2 separate regions of the Sus scrofa genome follow, and region 1 is linked to region 2. Evidence: chromatin contacts called from public HiChIP or PLAC-seq data. All regions are on one chromosome and are shown on one strand. The core of a region is the stretch at or near the end of the contact, and the rest is flanking DNA. Distances in the headings are between cores, read along the strand shown.

Region 1 (5,798 bases), core at 2,749-5,248, 51 kb before region 2:
CCCCAGAGGCGGCCCCAAGACCCTCCCTTGCCGGAGCCCCCAAACACCCCCTCCCCAGCCCCTTGTTTGCTGGGGAGAAGAATCCAGGAGCCACAGAAGAAAAAGGGCGAGAGAAAAGCAGGGGTCAGTTGGTCCGGCCCCTGCACGGACCATCCCTTCCCTGCAAGCTGACCAGCATCTGGGCCCCGGGGCCCTCTCCAGGACCCCCGGCCCCAGCCCTGGGCACTGCAGTGGCAGCACAGCAGCAGCGGCAGCAGAGCAGCCACGGAGAGGAGCGGCAGCAGGAGGGTAAGCCCCGCGAGCGTCCACTGCTCCACGGCTGGGGAGCCGAGGGAAACACCAGGCTTCGGGGAGACACGAGGCCAGCCTCTGGTGGCGGAAGGAAGGGAAGCCCCGTGGAGGATGCCCCGTGCACCACCATCACCCTCCGCCAGCCTCTAGCCACCCCAGGCCGCGCAGGCCGGCCGGCAGGACTCACCACCGAGAAGTTGCTGGCGGAGCAGTGGTGCCCACTGAAGTTGCAGCTCTTAAGCATGTCGGCGAGCTGGTGGCCGGTGCGGTTGAGGATGTCTACCATGTCGGGCTCCGGGTAGCGCAGGCCAGCGGCACGGTGCCCGTCCCGGTCTTTGGGGGGCAGCCCGGTCAGATTGGCCAAGTGGAAGATGTCGGCGTCGCTGAGTGCCGAGTGCCGGAACCGGTTGATGTTGCAGAGGGTGACGGCCGGGAAGCCCGCCACCGGGGCTGGGGCAGCAGGGTCCATGACCACCAGGTGAGGCCGTGTCAGGTAGCCCCGGGCCAGGCTGGCCGCCTGGTACAGAAAGGCAGCCAGCGAGGTGAGTAGAGCAAGTGCCCACAGGGTTCTGCGCAGTCCATGGGGGCCTGGGCCACAGGCCCGGCCCAGCCCGTGCAGAGTGCTGGTGCTGGCAAAGGTGGCCAGGTCCCGGGGGGCTGCGGGCCCCCGCGCAGCCCCCAGGAGGCTCTGCTCATCCCTGCCTCCTTCTCCTTGGGTTTCGCATCCTCCTCTGCAAATTTGATTTTGCACACAATCTCGATCGGCATCTGTCCCCGGCTGCTGGGACTGGCCGGAGCCTCCTTGCCCCCGTCCCTCCCTGGCCAGTAGCCCCTGATGCCCTCCGGAGTGGCGGCGGTGGCAGCGGCTGCTCTTCTAAACTCAGGGCAAGCAGCAGGAGGATGGGGACAGGGTGGGGGCCCGAGGTGGGGGAGTCACTCCCACTCCCAGCAGCTCCGCAGCCCTGGTGCTGCCTCTGCCGCTGCTGCCTCTGCTGCCGCTTGTCTTGTCTCTCTCCTCGATCGTCTCCTTGTGGCTTCCCTTATCAGCACCAGCACAGCTGTCAGCCCCTGCGTGTGTCCCTGCGAGCGAGCGAGCGAGTGAGCGAGGGAGCGAGCGCTGCTCCGCCACGCCGCGCAGCCCCAGCCGCTCCGCTCAGCATGTGCTCCGGAGCCCACCCCATGCTTAATAATTCAGGACATGTCAACAGCGTTTCACCGGCAGCATGGGCGGCAGGAGCCAGGCCAAGGGGAGGGGGCAGCCCCCAGCCTAGGACAGGGATCCCCTGTCCCTGCCCAGACCTCGTCGGGCCGCCCCCCAAACTCTTGCTATACCCCAGTTGCTCGTGGGGTTCCCCACCCGTCCCCACTCCCAGGCCACGCAGGGAAGAGGGCTGCACCCAGCGTTCTCGGCTCGTTCTGCCACTTTTCTGGACCACGCCCCAGGAGGGGTCAGCCAGCTCCATCTCCCACCTCCTGGTCTCCCGGATTCCTGGATTCCTGACTCGAGCCCAGCCACCACCTGACCCCACTACCCCAGTCACGGCTGCTTCCAGAAACTCCTTGGGAGAGCCACTTGTTTGAATGAGGGAGGGGAGGGGAGGACAGAGGAGGGCAGGCAGGACAGGCAAGGGGACAATGGTGGCTCCACTGAAATACTTGGCTCCCCTAGAGCTTTGCTCCCGACTTAATACCCATCAGACCCCTACCCCCTCTGGCCTCGCCCTCTCCCCACTTCACCCCCAGCCCCAGACTCAGTCTCTCATTTGTCTGGAACAGAGAGCACCCCTGCTGACTCACACATCTGCGGCCACTTTGCCCTCCCCGATGTTTCCTAAATCCGAGGCCAGGCCAGGTTATGGGGGGGTGGGGTGGGGGAGGGTGGGTGGACAGCCCGGGAGCAGAGAGCAGGGATGATGGAGGTGAGAAAGCCCAGACAGGGTATTGGAGGAGTAGAGATGTGTTGGCTTTGAACAGGAGGGAATGCAACCCTAAAGAAACAAGCAGGGGGTGCCTGGCAGAGACGGGCAGGGGAGCCCTGGGTGGCTGCTGGCTTGCAGAGGAGACGCGGGCATGTGGACTGTTGTCACAGGCTGTGGTGGGGCCCCTGGTGGCCAGCTGGGAGATGATGCCTGGGTGCCCCCGGGTTGGGGGTGGTCGCAGTGAGCAGCTAGTGCTCTGGGGGTGGGGGAGGCGTGTGAGTGCTTGAGCCCTCTCAGGAGAGGAAGCACTTGTCCCCTAGAGGAAAGGGGGGGCTGATTAATCGGGGCGCTAATGAGCAGCAGGGAGAGGAAGCTCAGAGGGGCGGGGGAGGCGGCTCCATCGATCCGAGCCGCGGAACCAGCAGCTGAAAAAAAAGTGAGAAGGGAATCGATCTGAGGGAAACGGCAGCTGCTGGGGATTAGAGCCCGAGGTCCACCCGCTGCCCAGCGGCCACCCCTCCCCTGCGGCAGCCCTGCCCTGCCAGTCGCAGCCCCTGCCTGGCCTGGGGTTGGCTCCCCTGGGGGGCAGGGGACCACGCTGTTCGCCCTTGGTTGCAAGGCCAGGTCAGGCCCCGTCCTTCACAAGTCATCCCAGCATGGAGCCCACCCACACACAGCACCCCAACCCCAGGCCTGGTTGGCATCCAGGGTGGGGGTTGTCCCCAGCCTCTCTTTTCAAAGTAGCTTCCTTGGCTGGGCTTCCCCCAAAGCCAGCCCCCCAGACTGTGGAGATAAGACCCCTGGGGTCAGGGGCTGCAGCTGGCGGTGTCCCAGAGGAGAAAGGGGTTGGCACTGAGAGCAGCTGCTGAGTTTGCAGTTGGGAGTCTCCACATGACCCCAGACAGTCCCCATCTCGCTGCCTCCTACCCAGGCAGCCCCCCCATGTTTCCCCCCTCCCTGCTAGACCACCAGACCCTTCCAGCGCTTCCTTCCCCACCTCCTTACCTCCCCAGCCTCTCTCTTCCCCTTTCTCCTGTTATTGATTTTTCTTTACTGGGTTTTTTTAAAAGGTGATTTAATTGCTTTTTTAAGGTTACTTCAGTCTGGGACTCTGCCAAGGAAGCGGGGAGCCGCCCCCTAAGCTCTCCCTAGCACTGGTTGCTGCTCAGGACTCTGTGTGTCCCTAGATTGTCCTGCCATCCAGTGAGATCACCAGGTCATACTCCCCAACCTGACCTCCATCATGAGCCCAAAGCACACCCTCCTCCCTCCCGAGGGCATGTCAGGGAGCCTTCAGCCTCTAGAAGGAATGGGAGCTGTAATCCAGCATGGGAGCTGGGGAGAGCTGGGGAGCCGGTGGCGAGGGGAGTTCCAGGCCACTGGGAAGTGGAACAGCAGTTAGCTGCATGCACCGCCCCCCACTGCCCCACAGCCAGCTGCTTCCAATTGTCCCCATCATACAGTCTCCCAGACTCCAGCGGGAGTCCCCCACCAACCAACCACAAGTCCTTTGAGTCCATCCCTTGCCCCCCGCCCCCGACTCCTCCAGGCCTCTTCTGTGTTCGTGCACCCCCCCTCCCATCCCTTTACACCCCCTTCCCCTCTGGCCCCCGTCCTTTCTCCCCGCCCTCTCCGCGCTTCCCTGCCTGCCTCCCTCTCTGCCCGGCTGCAGTTGGGTGATAATCTCCCTCATTTAGCCTCCCGGCTGCTTCCCCGGCTCATTGCCCAGCTGGTCCCTGGGGCCCAGCCCAGCTTCTTCCCCACCCCCACCCCCAGCCCTGCGCCCCAGCTCCCCCAGCTCTTCCCCGCTCCCCCACCCACTCCCAAGGGACCAGCTGCCCCCTGCAGTGAGCATCAGGGCCAAGTGTGGCTGGCGAGGACCCGAGTGGGGTGTGAGCAAAGGAGGAGGGGCTGCCAAGGACTCCGGGGGTGGGAATCAGGGTGCAGGCTCGGTGGTGGTGGGGGGAACCCTCTGTCCTCCAGTTGTCCACATTCCCCAGGTTTGTTACCAGTCCAGTCCTTCACCCCCCAGGGGGCAGAACCAGCTCCCTGACAGCAAAAATGGTGGACAGACTGAGAAGTAGAGATTCAGTGGCATCTGTAGAGCCGATAGGGCAGGGCAGGGGGAATGGGGGAGGGCAGAGGGGAGGAAGGGCAGGAGCACCTGGCAGGGGGCATGGAGGTTTTATTTGCACAAATTGCTCCAATAGGTAGTTTCGGAGACCGCCTGGAATCCAGCTGGGGGGTGGGGGGAGCGGTTCAAAGGAGCCTCCAAGGCCAATCCAGCACCCAAGCTCTTGGGTTACCTCTTTGCCGGGCAGGGACCCCCAAGCTGAGCAGCATTTGCCCCTTCCCAGCTTTTGTGAGACTCAGACTTCTTGCCTGGGTGGCCCCATTTGTCAGTGACGCGACCCACCCCCCATCTCTTAGATAGCATTTTCCTAGGGAGAGTCCCCAGCCGCCCCTGTTCCCAGAGTACACCCCCTGGCCACCCGCCCCAGCCCAGACACCTGTCCCAGGCCTGGCTCTGGTGCGGAACAAGGCGTGAGCCAGTGTGGGACAGAAGTGGGTGGAAGGGACACGGATGGGGGGGCGGAGGCCGGGACTGGGCCAGGCCAGGCTGGTGAGCGAGCAGCGGTGACAAACGGGCTGTGCGGGGGCCGAGGGGCGGGGGGCGGACGGCGGCTGATTTATCTGGGTTATTTATGCCGCGGACGAGGCAGGAGAAGCGGTTAATGAGAGTCCCAGGGAAGGGGGTGGGGAGGCCTGGACGTGATCTGAGGCAACTGAAGAGGGTTAGCGTCCTGCCGCCAGGCCCTGCCCCCACCGCCCGCCCACACTCTGCGCCCCCAGCCCGGTCCTGGGGCGGGGCCAGCACAGCCCTGACCCCTTTCCTGTGGCTGGTACTCACGACCCTGCGTCTCGTTTCAGGGATGCCCAAGCCGAGGCGGTGGGTCACTAATATTGAAGGGGACCAGGTCCAAGATCGAGGGGCAGCTGGAGACACTGGGGAGGGAGGCTGTGAAAGGGAGAAAGGGGAAGGAAGGAAGATGAAAAATCTCAGCTGGTCAGAAGTGGGACCAAGTCTGTGGGGCTGTGGGGGAGGGTTGGGATGGGAAGAGGCCAATGTGGACGTGGTGGGCAGGTGGCCACATCGGGGCTGAGGCTGGAGAGGGCAAAGGGCATTGGGGTACAGATCCGGTGTCAGCCAGGAGTCATCACGGGGGCCTGAGAGGCAGAGATGGGGGGGTGCTGGTCGGAGCGAAGAGAGAGCTGGGGGGAGGAGGGGGGAAGAAGATCCAGGGAAGGAGGGGGAGAGGGCTTTGCAGCAGCAAAAGCTGCTGGGAGCAGATAAGGCGGCACAGCAGCAGGAGGGATTAAAGCTCCGAGGGGCAGGGGCGGGGGAGGCAGGGACATGGGGTGGGGGGAGGCAGGGAGGCGAGGGTTGAGGGCAAGATACCCAGCCAAGGAGGGGGGGGCAGGATTTAATCAGAGGCCAATGGTGGTCGTCGCCTGGGAAAGAGGGGGGAGAGAAGGGATTCCTGACCATCTCTGCCGAGGAAGGGGACTTTTCTGCCACTGACGGAG
Region 2 (6,016 bases), core at 1,359-3,858:
GCCGTGCCTGGGATGATGCCCCAGGGCCGATTGTGGAGGGGTCTGCGAAGGGGGCACTGCCCTCCACCCAAAGCCAGGGCAGAGGGGAAGGCTGACAGGTGGTGGTCATGGCTGCTACTCACCAGGACACCACTGGCTTGGGCTCGCCCTGCACACGGATGCTCATAGTGACGTCTTGGCCTTCTCTTACTGATTGGTCCATCAGTGAGACCTGAAGGGGGACCCCAAAGTGTCAGGGGAGACAGGGCCCAGCTTTGGCTCCTGGGGGCTGGGAGTTGGGGGTGGATCTGGGACCAAGGCCTCTTCCACACCAGTCTGACGGAGACCTGGGGTGGCCCCAAGAACATGGGGAAATGGGCCCTCAGGGGGCTGAGGGCTGGCCTCAGGGGGCTGACCTTGAAGGTGGGGGGCGCTTTGGAGCCAGTGTCAGAGGAACGGCGGTTCGGGTCAGGACTGAGCTTCATGGTGGTGGCTCGTGGCCAGGTCTCCCCAGGCTCCGGGAACTCCTCTGGGGGGCTCAGGTACTCCTCGTCAGAGGTGATGGGGCTGCTGAAAGGGGATGTGGACCCTCCTGGAGAGAAGACAGAAAGGAGACAGTGGTACAGAGAGAGATGCCAGAGGAGAATGGGGGGCAGAAAGACTGAGGTCAAGGTCCTGATAAGGTCTGCAATGTCAACAGAGGCCAGGAGCTGAATCAGCTCCCATAGGCCAGCCCTGTCCTACTTCATTTCCCGGGGCTCCCATTCACTTGTCGTGTGACCCTCCCCAGGTGTTCTTGTCCTAGAGCCCCTGGAGTCACAGACTCCCAACCCTGACCCTACAGCTCCTTCTCAGTGGGGGAATCAAGGGACTGGCCTGAGACAAAGGAGTCAAGCAGCAGAGGGGCCACTCCTGGGCCTTGTGGGAGTCCTGGAATGCCACTGGAGCAGGAAACCCACATTCCTGGCACAGAACGCCAGGCTCCCAATAAAGGTGCTTTACGCCTCTGGACCCCAGAGTGTGGCGCAACGAGGACACCCATTTCATGGGTGAGCTGAGCCTGGTGTAGAGGAACACACACCTCAGACAAGCCCCATCCTGACCTCAGTGCCAGGGCCAATGAGGCGGCACTGTCCAGCCAGCCCTCCCCCGCCTTCTCAGCTTCCCGCCCCAGATACCCCAGGGGCACCTGTTGGCCCCAGTCCTACAGCACAGACCACCCTCCCCCAAAACTCTCAGGGGCTGGAAAAGCAGAGTTTGAGTCATCCACAGAGAAGGGCAGCTCGGCCTGGGGAAGAGGAGGGGGCACCGGCGTTGCTTTGGGGGAGGGGTGTCCCCAGGGCCCTGAGGCCCTCCCCTGCAACTGGCCAGGGGCCCAGCCTCACTGAGCTGGCTCCTATCCGACTGCCAAATACAGACATGAGCCTGCCACAGCCCCCTGGCCCCTCCTCCTGGTCCCCCACCCCAAGCCCCTTTGGCCCTGTACCCCGGCTGGGCTGCCCCCCAACTCACCCCGAGACTCTGCACGCAGACCCCGGCCTGCACTTGTCCTGAAGAATCTGTCCTGGCACCGGGCCCTCCTGCCGCCTGCCCACTGCCCACCCCGCCCGGCTCCCCAGGGAGCAGGAGCCCAGCCTGCCCAGCCCCACTTACTCTGCTGACCCTGCCGAGGCGCTGCACGAGGTCCTGGGGGAGGGGAGGGAGCCTGAGGAGGGGGAGGGAGGGGGTGGGGGCTGGCCAGGCCTGGACCGGCTGGGTGGCAGGCAGGCAGCTGGCTGGGGAGGTGGTTCCTGCGGAGACCACAAGCCGCCTGGGCCCTGGAGTGAAGGGGAGGAGAGGGGAGGGGCAGAGCGCGCCGCGCGCCGGCTGGATTTAGCCACCCTGCTCATTCCCAAACCGCGGGATCTGCCTTTTCTCTCCTTACAGCTTCTGGACCCTGACAAATGCAAAGCCACCTCAACGGCGCCTCGACTCAAAGGGCGGGGGCCTCGGTGCCCAGGGGAAGATGGGGATGGCATTGCACTGCAGCAGCCAAGATGCCTGTGCTGCCCCATTTGTTTCGGCATGTCCAGCAGAGGAGGTACGATGGCAAACAGCCCCCATGATGCCCCTTTCCCTGAACAAACAGCCAAGATCCCTGACGCTGGAATCCACTGACAAGCCTCAAATACTACAGAGTCAGGCCGCACCCAGTCTTCCCTTGTGCTGCGAATCAGTTGTCAGGACCTTTGGCCTCCTTCGCAGAGATGCCCGCTCAACTTGCAGGGCCCAGAATCCCCCCTCCACCTTCCTGTTCCTGCCATGGCAGGTCTGGCCTCGCAGCCACGTGGGGAACCGGACCTGCACCCAACCCCTCTCTTACAGGCTCTGTTGGCAATGGTCCCTCACCCTGTCAGCGCCACCAGGGCCAACAGTCAGGAGGACAGAGGCTGTCCACCCCCCACACTCTGACCCCTCACAACCAGCACCCATCTGGACTGGGTGGGGAAGGCGCCGGGAGACAGCAGCAGAGCTGCAGAGCTGTTGAGGAGAGGTCACATGGCCTTCTCCCACCTTCTATCACGCCCGCCTGGGGCCACATTCCCAAGCAGTGACCTGTGTTCCTCAGCATGGCCAGTGAAGGAGGAAGGTCCACCATTCAGACTGGCTTGAGGTGGGGGTGGAGAGGGAAGTCAGGATGGCACATGGCAAGCACCTGCTCGGGGTCTGGCCACTAGCCGATGCTGAGATCACCGGCATGGCCCCTGGAGGCAAATGTGCCCTCCCCGCTGTGGAGTGTGGTGACGTCTGGGGTCACCTCCAGGTTGGATGGACAATGCTGAGGCAGCGCAAGGGCCCAGGGAGGGCCTGCAGAGATTAAAGCTGGAAGGGCGGAGTTTGCAGGGAGACTGAGACCCCTGGTGGTGGCTGGGGGAATAGCACCCTAGGGACACCCTGTGACAAAGGGATTTGGAGGTTCCTTAGGTTCCTTAGAGAGGGGGGCTGACAGAGCAGCCCAGGAAGAACACTCAGGACTAGGTCTTTTCAAAACAAGGCAGCGGCCCCTCACCCCTGTGTACCCCCAGAACTGCATGGCCAAGGAGGCTGATCAATGATCTGTCACCAGCTGTGGTCTTTGAACCACCAGCATCAGGGCCGCTTGGGAGACTGTTTAAACTATAAATTTCTGAGAGTTCCCACTGTGGTGCAGTGGGTTAAGAATCTGAATGCAGCGGCTCAGATCCCTGCGGAGGTGCCGGTTTGATCCCTGGCCTGGTGCAGCGGGTTAAAGGATTGGGCATTACCACAGCTGAGGTGTAGGTCACAGCTGCGGACTGGATTCAATCCCTGGCGGCCATAAAAAAAAAAAAAAAAAAAAAAAGTGTCTGGGCCTTACTCACACCTGAAGAATTAGATTTCTTGAAACAGGGGTTAGGAAACTGCTTTGTTAGAATGCGTTCCCCAACAGGTGATTTTTTTTTTTTTTTTTTTAGGGCCACGCCTGTGGCACGCCTGAGGTTCCCAGGTTAGGGGTCAAATTGGAGCTGCAGCTGCTGGCCTACACCACAGCCACAGCAATGCCAGATCCAAGCCACATCTTCGACCTATGCCCCCTTGCCACAATGCCGGAACCTTAGCCCGAGACCAGGGATGGAACCTGCATCCTCATGGATGCTAGTTGGGTTCTTAATGGGAACTTCCCATGGCGATTCTTACACACGCAAAGGTTTGGTGGCAAGAGGTGGTATCACCAAGTTCCATCTCACTTGACCACCAAACTTCGAGGCCGGGCTCTGAACCGTGGAGGTCTGGCTCCACAGCCCACGTGCTTCCCACTGCACCACCTGGCCTCCCACCTGGCACAAGGTCCCTGCCTCAGGGCAGGGCTTCTCAGAGTCCACCCTGCACCAGAATCACGTGGAGGGCCCCTTAAACCACAGCTCACTGGGCCCCACCCCCAGGTTTCTGATCCAGTAGGTCTGGCTGGGGCTGATGTCACACATCTCTAACGCATTCCCAAGGTGATGGCAATGCTGGTCTGGGGACCACAAGCTGAGGGCCATGGCTCTATGGTCCCCCGGCCGTCCCAACCTCCACTCTCAGGCAGATCTTCACCACCCTTTGCAAATGCACGTCCGCTCAGCCTCTGCACGTGACCTAGGCTGTTCAGGGGCTTGGAAGGTCTCTCCCCCACTGCCACCTCACACACAGTCCTTGCAGTCCCACTCAGCCCCCGACTGTCTGGGAGGGCCTCCAGGTATGGCTGGGAGGCCTGAGAGTGGCAAAGGCACGGTGGTGTCCTCAGGAACCTACCGGATGGTTGGGCTGACAAGCCAAATACACACACACGACTGTATCAGCAAGCAAGAAGAGGGTGGCAAGAGAGGGGCAGATAAGAGCCACACGAGTACAGAGAGCAGGACACTGCTTTGGGCACAGGGAAGAAGAGACCACAGAGGAAAGGGTGGTATTAGAATTAAGAGCTTGGTTTAAGCAGGAAGAAGTGTTCCCGGCAGAGGAAACCACTTGAGCAAATGCTCCAAGGCAGAAGGTGTGTGAAGAGAGCTATAGCTCAACCTTCGGGCTCAGAACTGGGGAAAGAAGAAAAAAGTGGGACGTGACAGGGTCGGAGCAGGTGCCTCCGGCCACCCTGGGTCATCCACAGGTCCAGGTGGTCGAGGCCGGCCCCAGGAGCGTGGCCTTCACTCGGAAGGCCCAGGGGAGCTCCGTGGGGTTTCTGAGGAAGGCGGTCACAGCCCGTTCTCCACATGCGCTGTCCCAGGAGGTCCCCTAGAGGCCATTTCTCTAAACGCCTGCTATGCAAATGACGGATGGAGGGCACAGGCAGGCCTGCAGCTGGGAATTTCTGCAGGTGCTGCCATTTCTCTCTGCCCTTGGAAGAGGAGAAGGGTCATGCTGAGAATGTTTCCCTTTAGGCTTAAAACGGACGAAGAAGAAGAGAGAACGTCACACACACGGTCAGCCTGAACCTGGAAGAGGCTCATTCCCTGTGTGTGTTACTTGGGGCTGCTCCACGTTTGGATACAGTGGCACCCACGACAGATTAGGTCCCCATTCTTCTGATGACTTACGTGGTGACCCCCACTCTGAGGTGGCAGCCTTGGCGGGGAGCACCAATTGGGGCTGACCTGCTTCTAGTAGACAGGAGCAGGGAGGGAGGCTGAGTCGGGTCGAGGGACCACATTACTTTCTTAGATGCTGTCCAAATGCCGGTCAGGGATGGAGAACAGGGCAGAGTGACATTTTGAGATCCCCTCCATGGGCAGCCACCGCCCTCCCAAGGGACACTCTGTAATTCTGCAGCAGCCGCCAAGACCGGTGCCAGAAGCAGAGGGGGGACAGGTGCTGATGCCGTGATTTTTTTTCCCCTTTTTTTTTTTTTTTTTTTTAATATTCATGACCCCTAATAAACCACCTCTTCTCTGAGATGGTGGTGTTGGTAGGACCAGAATGAGCTTTGATAAGCCATAGTCTCTGGCCCAAATGTCCTTAGCTAAATCACCAGCCCCACAGGGCCTCACAAATCTTATCAAGGATGTCGCACAGGAGTTATCACGACCCTGGCTTTGTAGATGAGAACACAGTGACCAGCTCAGGGGAAGTTTCTAGCTAGCAGATGCTAGAAACTTGGTCTCAGATAATAGGAGACCTGTGCTCGAGGGGAGGCTTGAAGGCAGCAGGACGGAGGTCCAGTGGGTGACCCCCCCTCACCCCCAACAATCACCTTCCTCCTGAGCAGAGCCTGAGAGGGGAGGGGAGCTGAGCACGAGCACAGCAGACACGCAGGGCAACAAAGCAGCGCCACAGCCACGGCAGAGGTGGGGCGTCAAGAGAGGAAGGAGAGAACCCCCTCCCTCGCCAGGCTGACCCACCACACTGGGCAGCGACGGTCTCCGCCCCCACCCCGCATCCCAGCTCCAGAAGCTCTTGAGCACAATCCTCCCTGAACCTGGACCCCCTTCAGAGGAGCAGGAAAAGGGCCGGCACAGCACAGCGTAGGCTTGAGAGACCCAGCATAGGCTTGGGAGACCCAGCG

Evidence for each region. HiChIP or PLAC-seq counts read pairs in DNA pulled down with a chosen protein or histone mark.
Region 1: a contact with region 2 is called in an H3K27ac HiChIP or PLAC-seq map of skeletal muscle. The contact joins the promoter of ASIC4 here to the enhancer-like site in region 2. A contact is called at or near these places in 16 of 47 Hi-C or Micro-C datasets (adipose tissue, alveolar macrophages, blood and 10 more) and 2 of 2 datasets of contacts at active chromatin or transcription factors (alveolar macrophages and skeletal muscle).

Annotation. Positions count from the first base shown.
Region 1 is chr15:121,518,203-121,524,000 of Sscrofa11.1, reverse strand. It overlaps ASIC4 (acid-sensing ion channel 4), which reads right to left and starts at 3,998. Exons shown (of 14, transcript XM_021076308.1): 1 at 1,389-3,998; 2 at 1,301-1,387; 3 at 1,101-1,298; 4 at 993-1,098; 5 at 479-990. The coding sequence starts at 1,754.
Region 2 is chr15:121,465,318-121,471,333 of Sscrofa11.1, reverse strand. SPEG (striated muscle preferentially expressed protein kinase) reads right to left here. Exons shown (of 45, transcript XM_021074879.1): 7 at 396-571; 8 at 123-211. Among named protein-coding and RNA genes, the nearest start is that of SPEG, 24 kb to the right of the region's middle. Within about 2 kb of position 2,608, at least 20 of the 83 cell types and tissues checked have an H3K27ac peak or open chromatin away from gene starts, as enhancers often do. A contact at or near this core is called in skeletal muscle, where this site is marked.